Linked DNA regions of Sus scrofa: regions 2, 3 and 4 are each linked to region 1. A link is a contact called in public HiChIP or PLAC-seq and promoter capture Hi-C data. All regions are on one chromosome and are shown on one strand. Each heading gives the region's core, a stretch centred on a gene start, on an enhancer-like site or on the middle of the called end of the contact. The rest is flanking DNA. Distances are from core to core; before and after follow the strand shown.

Region 1 (2,838 bases), core at 251-2,750:
AGTCCAGAACAGTGGTGGTGACGCACCGCTCTCCCAGCCCCTCTTCTGGGCCCCAGCTGGCCCAGCCTCTCTGTGGCGCTCCCCACACTAAGCCGTAATTGCTGGTTCTCACAGGGACCATCTGGGGGCCTGGAAACACAGCCCTCCCCCAACTAAAAAAAAAAAATCTGTGACCGGCCAAAGGACGTGACGTCAGCTCCCAAAACCACAAAGCAAGAGTCGGCTTGATGCTGCCACAGTGGAAAGAAAGGCTGACACCGTTACCAGGCCTGGCCTCTCCTGCCTCCTCCATCCAATTCCCCAGCGCTGCACCACCCCAGGGGTTCGAAGGATGCTGAGCCAGGATGGGGGCAGCGGGGGGGAAGAGGTCATACGGGAAGCAGATCCAGGGACTCCCAGGAGAACTGGGCTGAGGGGGTGGGGGCAGGCAGTGTGGGTGGTGGGTGGTCCAGCCCCTGTCCTGGTGCCGGCCAGTCTGCCTGGAGAGCCAATGAACATGCTGGAGAAGGGCTGACAGTCCACAGCCCAGGACAATCCAGAGCCCAGGCATCAAGGATGTGCCAGGTACCCAGGGGCTCTCTCAGCCTTACCTTCATTCCACCTCACCCCCACCCTCTGGTCGCTCCTCCCCCCGAGGTCGAGTGAGGAAAGGGAGGCTCCAGAGGCTGAGCGAGGTACCGAGGCCCCCGGGGTTTGTTAGAGAGGCTGAGGTGCCAACCCAGCTGCCTGGCGAGCCCATGTGCTCTTCCCCTCCAAGGCTGAGCCCAAGGGACACCCACGGCCGGGGCAGGAGTTGGGAGAAGTGATGTTTCTCCAGAAAAACTTGTGCTGCCTCTCAGTGAGTCCTTTCTGTTGCAGCTCAGAGCTGGCCTCTGACCTATAAGAACCCATTCCGCACAGCGACCCTGGGAGGTGGGCGCCATCATTACTCCTGTGGCACGGTTTAAGGAAACAGGCACAGAGAGGGTAAGGGGCGGGCCGCAGGTCACACAGCTTTAAGTGGCAGAGTCATGATCTGAAGCCAGGCGGCCTGGCTCCAGAGCCGGCCGTCCCTCTTAGCCGTGCTGGGCCACCAAGGGCTCCCTGAGTCCCCAGGTGGCCTAGGTCCGTCCCTGGGACACCCCCCCTGGCAGTGCCGTTCTTGGCACTTGACAGACGATCTCACGGAGGCCTTCACTCCCGATGGCAGAGCAAGAATGGCCTTGGAGCCCACGCTCCGCTGGGAGGCAGGACCCGAGCCCGTCGGGGGGTGGGGTGGGGGGGAAGGATGCGCCCAGGCCGCGCGCCCCGCTGCGCCCCGAGGGGCTGCCGCTCACCTCGGGGAAGGCGCCTTCGGCGAAGACCATCAGCAGCGACGTCTTCCCGCAGCCGCCGTCGCCCACCAGGACCACCTTGACCTCCTCGCGCTCGGCCCGGGCCGCCTTCATCGCGGGGCAGCGGAGGGCCGGCGCCGAGAGCGGCGAGCTGGGGCCGGCGGGGCAGGAATGTGGAAGGGGCGGGGCGGCGGGAGGAAGTGCGGGCGGCGGCGGGCGGCCCAGGTGAGAGGCCCGGCCCCTCGGGTCCCAGGCCCCGGGCAGCCCCAGAGCCCCAGAGCCCCTACCGCCCCTGCTGTGTGCCAGCGCGGAGGCCACGGCGGGGGACCCGGCGCACGCCCATCTGATGGGAGGAAAGTAGCCGGGCAGCGATGCTGTGGAAGGGGAAGAGGGGGCTCTGGGCCCACTTCCCGGGGAGCAGGGAAGCGCGGATCAGCCCTGCTGGTCTACTAGCTCCGCAGGCCGCGCTGGGGCCCTACGGCCCAGTCTAGGTGGAGCAGCCAGCGGAGCTAGTGATTTTTGATTGACTGACTGAATGAATGAAGGTGCATCTGCTCCGCAGCTCTGGAGACAGAGCACAGCACAGTCCCCGTGGTGTTCCAGGGCATGCGGGGAGGGCACACCAGTATGGGTTAGTCACTGGCACTGCCACCCGCCCCCAGCCACACCAGGAAGTCTCACTACAGGTGGGTCTCACCTCTGCCGGGGCATGATCTGGGGAAAGCCATGGAACCTTCCATGTGTGCAGGGCTTAGAGCAGGTCTGGCTCACAGCTGGCGATGCCATGTGTGAGTGATTCTTAGGACTTAACCAACACTGGTGGCTCTGTGCCCAGGACCTGGGGACCCTGAACCATTGAAGTCCAAGTCTCCCACCGGGGTCTCTCCCACGGCCTAGAATGGGAGACAGGCTGGATGCCCGTGTGGTAAGGGCCCCGGTGGTGGTGGTGGGGACAGGCAGCAGACGGGAGTCGGGAAGCCGGGCTCCTCGCCAGGGCTGAAGGTGGTCAGGAAACCCTTCTGAGAAGAGGGCCCAGAGTCTTGAGGAAAATGTGAGACGTGGTGAGATGGGGGAAGGGAAGAGGGTTCCAAATGGAGGGAGAAACATGTGCAAGGTATGGGGCCATGAGGGGGCTGTGCAGAGGGGCAGGGCGCAGATCTTTCCTGCCATGATGGCTGAGGTTGGGTTAGGGTGAGGCTGAGGGTTAAACAGGGCCTTGATGGTGGAACCATCTAGATGCCAGGAATAAATGCAGAACTGCCCTGGGGACTTACTACCACCTGACCTCCTACCCCTGTTAGCAGCCTGGATTGAAATATCTATTTTAGGAGTTCCCGTCGTGGAGCAGCAGAAATGATCCAACTAGGAACCATGAGGTTGCGGGTTGGATCCCCGGCCTCGATCAGTGGGTTAAGGATCCGGCATTGCCATGACCTGAGGTGTAGGTTGCAGATGCAGCTTGGATCTGGCGTTGCTGTGGCTGTGGTGTAGGCTCCGATTCGACCCCTAGCCTGGGACCCTCCAT
Region 2 (2,775 bases), core at 218-2,717, 180 kb before region 1:
GATTGCAAATGTCTTAAAAAGGGGGGGGGTGCCCTAACGGCCTTTTCAAAATGCAGACCGATTTTCCTCTCCCAGGCCTGGTGTTCAGTCAATTCGAAAGCCAGCAAACAGGGCCCAGTGGAGGGGACCGGAGATGCTGGCCCCGCAGCTTTGGGCCCTGCTTCAGACACTCAGGATGCCACGGTCACAGTCCTTATTTCGCACCCACCGCGTTTCACAGATGAGAACACTGAGGCCCTGAAATGGGAAGGGACTTGCCCAAAGTCACATGATAAGACCATGACAGCTCAGAGGGGCCCAGGCTCCTGGGCCGGCTGGGCCGGCTGGGCCTCAGCATGGCAACTCCCAGGCAGAGATAGAGGAGTTGCTGGGACTGGTGGTAGGCCCGTGGCTCTTGCAGTTGCAGAATAACAGGTCCCCGCTCAGGCCAGAAGGGTGGCCACATTGTGGAACCAGCAGCCGGAAGCCCTGATCTGGCAGCCAGGCACCACCCTGGACTACCTGTGACACTGAGCAGGCTACTCCCATCTGGGCCTTCGGCTTCCCCACCTGTTCCACACTGGTTCTACCCACCCATGGGCTGCTTGACGCTCAAACAATGGGAAAATACTCTAGAAGCCATAAAACACTGGACAGCCTGAGCTACTGCCTGTATCCTGTCTGTTCCTGTCCCTAAATCCTGAACAGTTTAAACTTTGATATCAGGTGCAATGTCATCAGTTGTCTCACAGAGAGGTGGCAGCCGTGGTCCAGCTGCTGCAGGGGTGCCGGGACGTCCCCTGGCAAATGGCACCCACAGGGCACCGCAAGCAGGGCCTGCCGGAGGACGAATTCGCGGGGAGAGGGACAGATGGTGTCTTAATGGGATGGGGCGCACACCGTACCCTGCTCCCCACCACCGCCCCAGCCCCTAAAGCCGAATTCAAACCCCACCCCAAGCCAACGACCCACCCGAAGAATGGGGAAGACCCAGTATCCCCCAAACCTCAGGCAAGTGTCCACCCGAGGGGGCCAGGGTGGGGGCAGTGGCACCCGGGGGGCGGGTGCTGGGAGCAGGGGCAGCGGAACGAAGGGAGGAAGAGTCCGGCCAGGCAGATGGGGCAGGCAGGGGAGGGGACCCAGGGCTACCCGAGGAGAATGAAGGGGAGCAGGGAGCCCCTGGGGCCGACAGAGACCGGGGCCAGGCAGAGTGTGTGACGGGAGAGGGAGGCACAGTGGGGCAGGGGGCACCGGGCGGGTCGGGGAGCCAGGGGAGCTGGCAAGCCCGGCGCTGGGGCGCGCCGGGTTCAGGTGCACAGGCCCGGGGCGCCGGGGGCAGAAGGGGTCCCGGGGCCAGTGCCCGGGGGTCTGGGGCCGCGGGGCGCGGGGCCGGCGCCCGCCTCACCTGGGCTCGGGCAGCAGGATCTTCTTGCTGGCGCGCGCGGCCGGCGTGGCCTTGCTCTTCTCCATGGCCATCAGGTAGCTCACGTCGGCCAGCACCGCCTCCAGGTCCGCCATCTTGGCGGCGGCGGCGGCCTCTCCCGCCGCTCGGCTCCGCTCCGCTCCGCTCGGCGCGCTCGGCCCGGCCCGGCCGCTCCGTCGGCCTCGGGCGCCGCCGCCCGCCTGGCCCCGCTGGGCGCCCGCGGCTCCGCTCGCCGCGGCTCACAGGCGGCGCCGCCCCATGGCGCCGGCTCGGGCCCGGCCCCGGCTCGCTCCGCTCCCGCCGGGACTGCAGTCGGGCCGCCGCCGCCGCCGCCGCCGCCACCGCCACCGCCGCCGCCGCCGCCGCCGCCACCCGCGCCCCGGAGCCGCCGCCGCCTCCGGCCCCGCCTGCCGCGCACAGCGCCAGCGAGCCCGCGAGGGGCCGGGCGGCCGGGCGGCGGCGCCCCCTGGAGGCCGCGCGGGTGGCCTGAGACTGACCCCCGGGGCCACCCGGACCCCGTCTCAGCTCCGCCCCGTGGCCTCGGATCTCGGACCCCAACCTTCAGCCGAGACCCTGACCCCGGACGTGGAACACGGCAGGGACCTGGCCCGAAGAAGCCCCCAGACCCAGACCTGGACCGCAGCTCGGATCCCAGACTCCACAAGAGGCCATGGCCGGGACCGCAGACTGGCGTTTCAGAACGTAATCCCAGGGACTTGGGTCTCAGAGCCTGGCTGTAACCCCTGACCCCTGACCTTGGACACAGTCGGAAATCGCACCGCAGACCCGGATAACATTCCTGACCCCAGACTCCGAACAGGACCTCAGACCTAGACCTTGGACCACCACCTCAGACTCTGACCATGGCCTGGGATCAACACTCTGAGCCCACCCCCCCGCCCTTCACATCCAGACCCTACCACTGACCCCAGACCCAGATTGTGGACCATGACCTCAAACACTTGATGCCACCCACGGACCACGACCTCCATCCCACCTTGGTTGCTGACCCCAACCTTGATCCCACCCTCAGACTCAGACCGCTATCATGACCCTAAACCCTGGACTTGAGAGCAGGGCCCAGACCCAGATGTGGGCCATTCACTGCAGACCAGGGTTCTAGACCCAACATCAAAAACTCTGAACATGGTGAGTTCCCGTCGTGGCGCAGTGGTTAACGAATCCGACTAGGAACCATGAGGTTTCGGGTTCGGTCCCTGGCCTTGCTCAGTGGGTTAATTATCCGGCGTTGCCATGAGCTGTGGCATAGGGTGGTGGCTACGGCTCTGATTAGACCCCTAGCCTGGGAACCTCCATGTGCTGCAGGAGCGGCCCAAGAAATGGCGAAAAGACAAAAAAACCCCAAAAAACTC
Region 3 (2,700 bases), core at 73-2,572, 240 kb before region 1:
TCCCTCCTTGAGGAAGGGACGGGGAGAGCCGGGGGAGGAGGCCCTGAAGAAGCGGCCTGTTCTTGCTCCTCCCTCTCCTGCGCAGGCAGAGCCCCAGACCCCAGAGCAGTGGGAGACAGTGAAGGCAGAAGCCTCTGGGCAGCCCCTGCACCCCTGCAAGGAAGAGTGGATGGGCTCTTGAGAGGGCAGGTCGAGCTGGCCCGGTCCCTGCTCTGATTCCCAGGCTCCCACTGGCCAGCACTTTTGCCTGCTGCCAGGAAGTTGGCGAGGAGGAGGCGGGTTTAGGGGTGAGTCAGCGAGGAGAGGAACCCAAGGGACAAAGGTCATGGATGGAGAATTGAGAGATACTGTTCACAGCAGCCCACCTCCTCCAGGAGGTCTTCCAGGGCTAAGCCGACTTGTGGGCCAACTTATTTCTGACCCACCCTTCCCCCTTCACCTGTGTGTTAGGACTTTTATCTTTGCACTGTGATCTGTAAGTCCATCTGCTTGCCCTTTAGCCTGTGAGCTCCTGGGGTTTCACTGGGGCCCCATAATGCCTGTGGCTATCAGCACTTCCTACTTTCAAGAACCATTCCTGTTTGTTTTTGTTGCGTGACTAAGTGGGAAAGTGCCTAGAACAGCACCCGGCACACTGTAAGAGCCACATAAGTGTCAGGTTCACTGCTGGTATTTTCTGCTCCTACTCTCACACTGGGAAAGAGTTTACTGATGAAGGACTGGGAATCCAAACACATCTGGCCTCCTGAGCAGTGTGGAATCTTGCTGACAAGGAGGGTGGGCAGAGGCAGGCTGTGGGACCCCAGGAGAGAGAGCACTTGCCTAGACCAAGTGTGGGCAGTGTCCTTGGGTGCCAACCGTGAGAAAGGAGATTTCAGAACCCCCGGGCTTCTCCAGCCAGGTCTCCAGGGGCCGGTTGGGGGAGGGGTGGGAGCAGGGAAGGGGTCTGGATTAGCCCAGACTCTCTCCGGACCTCCAGACCTGCCCCCACAACGCACTGCGGGCCAAGGGGCGGGAGTGGAAGTCTGGGGAGTTACAAACCGGCCACGGGGATTAGCGAGGCTGAAAGAACATTTGCCTAGGAAGGGAAAACGGGAAGTGAGAGGCTGAGGATAACGCTCGGTTAGTCCCCCGAGACCCACTGCAGACCAGTGGGGGGGTGGGGCAGGGGGAGGTGGTGCTGTCTGGGGCGTCGTGACAGGTCCCCCACCCCGGCCTCACCCCTGCTCCCCCCAGAACACAGCTGCATCAGGTGCCCCGCCCCCTCTGCCCGCGCCACCCGCCATTGGCTGGAGCCAGGCCCCGCCCCGCCGAGGCGGCCTGCCATTGGCTGAGGTCCTTGCTGTTTGCATGCTTGTGGGGGTGGGGGAGAGGCGTCATTCCTGGAACCCTCGGACTTCCTTTCTGCCGGTCTGGGTCATCTGTCTGCCCACCCGTCGCTGGCCCCAGGCTCGCTCTCTGGCCCCAGCCCTCTCTCCCTCTCTCAGCAGCTGTCTCTTTCGTGCCCGCTGGCCTGTCTCTTCTTCCCCGCAGTCGCCTCCTTCTCCGCCTGCCTGGGTGGCCGCCATGGGCCGGAAGCGGCTCATCACTGACTCCTACCCAGTAGTGAAGAGGAGGGAGGGCCCCGCTGGGCACAGCAAGGGGGAGCTGGCACTGAAGCTAGGTCTCTGAGGTGTGGGGGGGGTGGGAGGATGGGTGCGAGGGACCTGAGAGGACGTGGGCAATGGCCGGGGAAGTGAAGTGTGTCCTCTGTGTCCTACATCAGGCCTGGCAGCGGACAGCAGAGGCAGAGGGGTGGTGAGGGCTGGGGAACAGTGGGTCAGCTGTGAGGTGAGGGGCAGGGGACAAGCCTGGGCAGGCCTGAGGAGTGGCATGTCATTGCAGAGGAAGAGCCCGAGCCCCCGCCCCCGAGCGTGGATGAAGCGGAGCTGGAGCTGCTGAGGCAGTTTGACCTGGCCTGGCAGTATGGGCCCTGCACAGGTGAGAGTCCCTCAAGCCCGGAGAGCACATTCTGGAGCCAGTCCAGCCACCCACACGTGTCTCAAGCAGCCCCAGCCCCTGCCTGACCCTCTGGGCACTGTCTCCAGAGACTGGGGGTGTGGAGGTCCCGACACACCCCTCCACACACATCCTCTAGCAGGGACTCTTTTCTGCTCCCCACGAGCCCCCACTGTCTTCTCTACACCCGGCAGGGATCACACGGCTGCAGCGCTGGCATCGGGCAGAGCAGATGGGCCTGGCGCCACCGCCAGAAGTGCGCCAGGTGCTGCAGACTCACCCCGGGGATCCCCGCTTCCAGTGCAGGTCAGAGACAGGCTTGGGAGGGCTTTCAGGGGAGCCAGGGACTTCTCCAGACGCCACCAGCCTGCACCCCTCTCCCATGATGGGAGCTATTCTGACCTGAGGGAGAAATAGGGGAAACCTTGGAGGTCCTTGCTGGGCAGGAGAGAAGGTTCTACAAGTTGCATGGCTCAGGAAGCAGAAGCTCGCTTTAATAATTCTTATCTCTGAGCTAATGGTGGAGGAGGGGTTCTCCTAGGGCCCAAGGGACTCTTTAGTGCTGAGGGGTTGGCCAAGGACCGGGCTGGTGAGATGAGATCAAGAGACTTAAGTGATTCTGGTTTCTCCCTCCACCCACATCCCCGGCACAGCCTCTGGCACTTCTACCCCCTTTGAAGCATCACCTAAGACCTCTGCCTG
Region 4 (2,700 bases), core at 44-2,543, 220 kb before region 1:
AAGTCACCTACTCAAGTGTCTCTGACTACAGATCCTGAGCTGAGATTCTTTTTTTTTTTTTTTTTTTTTTTTTTTTTTTTTTTTTTTTTGTCTTTTTGTCTTTTTTTGTTGTTGTTGTTGCTATTTCTTGGGCCGCTCCTGCGGCATATGGAGGTTCCCAGGCTAGGGGTCGAATCGGAGCTGTAGCCACCGGCCTACGCCAGAGCCACAGCCAGAGCCACAGCAACGCGGGATCCGAGCCGCGTCTGCGACCTACACCACAGCTCACGGCAATGCCAGATCGTTAACCCACTGAGCAAGGGCAGGGACCGAACCCGCAACCTCATGGTTCCTAGTCGGATTCGTTAACCACTGCGCCACGATGGGAACTCCCCTGAGCTGAGATTCTTGCTCCAATCATCCAGGTCCCTTTTTTTCTTCTCGCACTTGGTGTGCACTGAGGGCAAGGACACCATATCCGCCAGGAGAGATCTTAGGGATCATTTGTTTCAACCTCCTCACTTTCAAAGAGGGGAACTTGGGCTTGCCCCTCAGGTCACACAGAGCCAGGGGCGGCTCTGCCACGGAAACAAGGTTCCGATCCAAACTCCATTTTACACAAGGGGGAGGGAACGCCCAGAGGGCTGAGCCCCGGGTCTCGGATCCACCAGGGGCAGAAATGGGGCCAACCCCGGGCGCGCTCGTTATCCGGCCCGGCGCTCCCTGCAATCATCAACTCACCGGCCTGCGCCCCGGGAGTGCCTGTCGGCGGCGCGCCCGCCCTCGGCCGGGGGTGGCAAGCGCTGGCGTGGAACGAGCGGGGCCGCGCAGGCCAGAGCCGGACGTGGCCTCGCCAACCCGGGCCTCCCCGGCCCCTTCGCCTCCGAACGCCGAGGCCCCAGGAGCGCGCGGACGCCCGGCACCGAGCATTTAGAAGCACTGGGTCTCCTCTCCCCAGGCTGCCGCTCTGCCCGCTCAGCAGTCGGCTGACCCGGACCTGACGCCAGGGCACCTGAGGGTGAGCAACAGCTTGACGCTCCACAGGGTCCAACCACCGGGACCCGGGAGCGGGACGTTCCCATGGTAACGAAAAAAAGAGGCTCTTCGCGCCTGCGCGGACGCGCTAGGCAGGCTGGGAAGTGTGGTTTCCGGGCTGTGGCCCGGCGGCAGACGAACAGGCGCGAGGTGGCGCCGCAGCGCCGCGGTCCGGGCAGAGGCGCCGGGTTCCCTGGCCCTGCTGGGCCCTTTCCGGGCTCTACCCGCATAGGAGAGGCCGCGGAGGCCCGCCCGAAACGTAGTTCCTTCTGCGGCCCCGGCTCTGAGGCGTCGGGGGGCGGGGTAAAGAAGGGGGAGGGAGGTCACGGCCTCTTCGGCTCGTTCACTTTTGCGGTTTGAAAACCTTCTAACGAGGGGACCCCCCCAGCCCGGGCCGAGCCGGGCCCGACGGAGGGACAACGATGCGGAGGTGGGAGCTGGCCCGGGAGGGACGGGCTGCCCGAGAGATGCCCGCTCCGGTCGCGCAGGTGTCCCAGCCGGGGCGGGGCGGCCGCTCCAGCTCCTGAGAGGCTCCTGCATCCCGTGGGAGTTGAATCGGCACCCCGTGAGCAGGGGTCGTCCTGACCCTCCCTCCGGCTTCCGCACCCAGAGGGTTGATTGTCCGGGAACCACCTTCTCCACTCCCGAGTTAGGGCTCGGGACTGAGCTCTAGAAACCGAGCATCATTCCGCTTCTATCGGAAATCCAGTTCTCTGGGCTTCGGCCTCCTAATTTCCCAAACAGTGGTAGTTGTAATGGCTCCCCTTTCTCCCCTGAGAGTGTTGTAATGTTCCTATGAGATGATGGGCAGACTGGACAGTCCTTTTTTTTTTCCTTTTTTGGCTGCCCCGCAGCGTATGGAGTTCCTAGGCCATGGATCAGATCCGGAGCCACAGTTGAGACCTAAGCCACGGCTGTGACCTAAGCCACAGTTATGGAAAATGGGCTCCTTTTTTTTTTTTTTTTTTCCCCCCCTGCTTTTTAGGGTGGCACCTGTGGCACATGGAGGTACCTAGGTCTGGGGTTGAATGGGAGCTGCGGCTGCTGACCTATACCACAGCCACAGCAACTGGGGATCTGAGCGGCCTCTGTGAGCTATGCCACAGCTCACTGGCAACGCCGGATCCTTTAACCCACTGAAGGAGGCCAGGGATTGAACCTGAATCCCCACGGGTACTAGTCGGGTTCATTACCGCTGAGCCACGACGGGAACTTTGCAACATGGGATCCTTAACGCATTGTGCCAAGCCAGGGATCGAACCTGCATCCCAGCGTTCCCAAGACACCACTGATCCTGTTGCACCACAGCAGGAACTCCTGGGCAGTCCTTTAAGAATATAAAGAAGCATTCCCATTCGCTGTAAATTAGTGCAACTTCTTGGAAGGAAATTGGGCAGTGACTTTCTGTATTAAAAATGTACTATAGCCTTGGAGTTCCCTCATGGCTCAGCAAGTTAAGGATCCAGCATTGTCTCTGCTGTGGGTCTGGTTATGGTTGTGGCCTGGGAACTTCTGCATGCCCAGGCACAGCTGGAAAAAAAAAAAAAAAGCACGTAGCCTTTGCTACATTTCTAGCCCACATTTCTAGCATTAGTGGCCTGTGTGCACAGGAAAATATATACAAGGGTATGTGAGCATTACTTGAAATGTTAAAATGGGAAGAAAAAATAAAACCGTAAACAACAT

What was found. Promoter capture Hi-C pulls out the DNA fragments that hold promoters and counts their contacts. HiChIP or PLAC-seq counts read pairs in DNA pulled down with a chosen protein or histone mark.
Region 2: an H3K27ac HiChIP or PLAC-seq map of alveolar macrophages shows a contact between it and region 1, with 7 times the contacts expected there. The contact joins the promoter of GRK2 here to the promoter of RHOD in region 1. A contact is called at or near these places in 4 of 5 promoter capture datasets (fetal liver, fetal skeletal muscle and liver), 1 of 47 Hi-C or Micro-C datasets (embryonic fibroblasts) and 2 of 2 datasets of contacts at active chromatin or transcription factors (alveolar macrophages and skeletal muscle).
Region 3: a contact with region 1 is called in an H3K27ac HiChIP or PLAC-seq map of alveolar macrophages. The contact joins the promoter of POLD4 here to the promoter of RHOD in region 1. A contact is called at or near these places in 1 of 5 promoter capture datasets (liver) and 1 of 2 datasets of contacts at active chromatin or transcription factors (alveolar macrophages).
Region 4: a promoter capture Hi-C map of fetal liver shows a contact between it and region 1, with 2.4 times the contacts expected there. The contact joins the promoter of LOC110259234 here to the promoter of RHOD in region 1. A contact is called at or near these places in 1 of 5 promoter capture datasets (fetal liver), 4 of 47 Hi-C or Micro-C datasets (blood, heart right ventricle, liver and 1 more) and 1 of 2 datasets of contacts at active chromatin or transcription factors (alveolar macrophages).

The regions. Positions count from the first base shown.
Region 1 is chr2:5,402,714-5,405,551 of Sscrofa11.1, forward strand. It overlaps RHOD (rho-related GTP-binding protein RhoD), which reads right to left and starts at 1,501. Exons shown (of 5, transcript XM_003353748.5): 1 at 1,317-1,501. The coding sequence starts at 1,427.
Region 2 is chr2:5,225,948-5,228,722 of Sscrofa11.1, forward strand. It overlaps GRK2 (G protein-coupled receptor kinase 2), which reads right to left and starts at 1,468. Exons shown (of 21, transcript NM_001244878.1): 1 at 1,385-1,468. The coding sequence starts at 1,455.
Region 3 is chr2:5,159,584-5,162,283 of Sscrofa11.1, forward strand. It overlaps POLD4 (DNA polymerase delta subunit 4), which reads left to right and starts at 1,323. Exons shown (of 4, transcript XM_005660637.3): 1 at 1,323-1,663; 2 at 1,885-1,980; 3 at 2,193-2,304; 4 at 2,652-2,700. The coding sequence starts at 1,351. The coding sequence ends at 2,676. All of the region lies in intron 2 of LOC110259234, which reads right to left.
Region 4 is chr2:5,180,342-5,183,041 of Sscrofa11.1, forward strand. LOC110259234 reads right to left here and starts at 1,294. Exons shown (of 3, transcript XM_021082762.1): 1 at 721-1,294. The coding sequence starts at 1,244.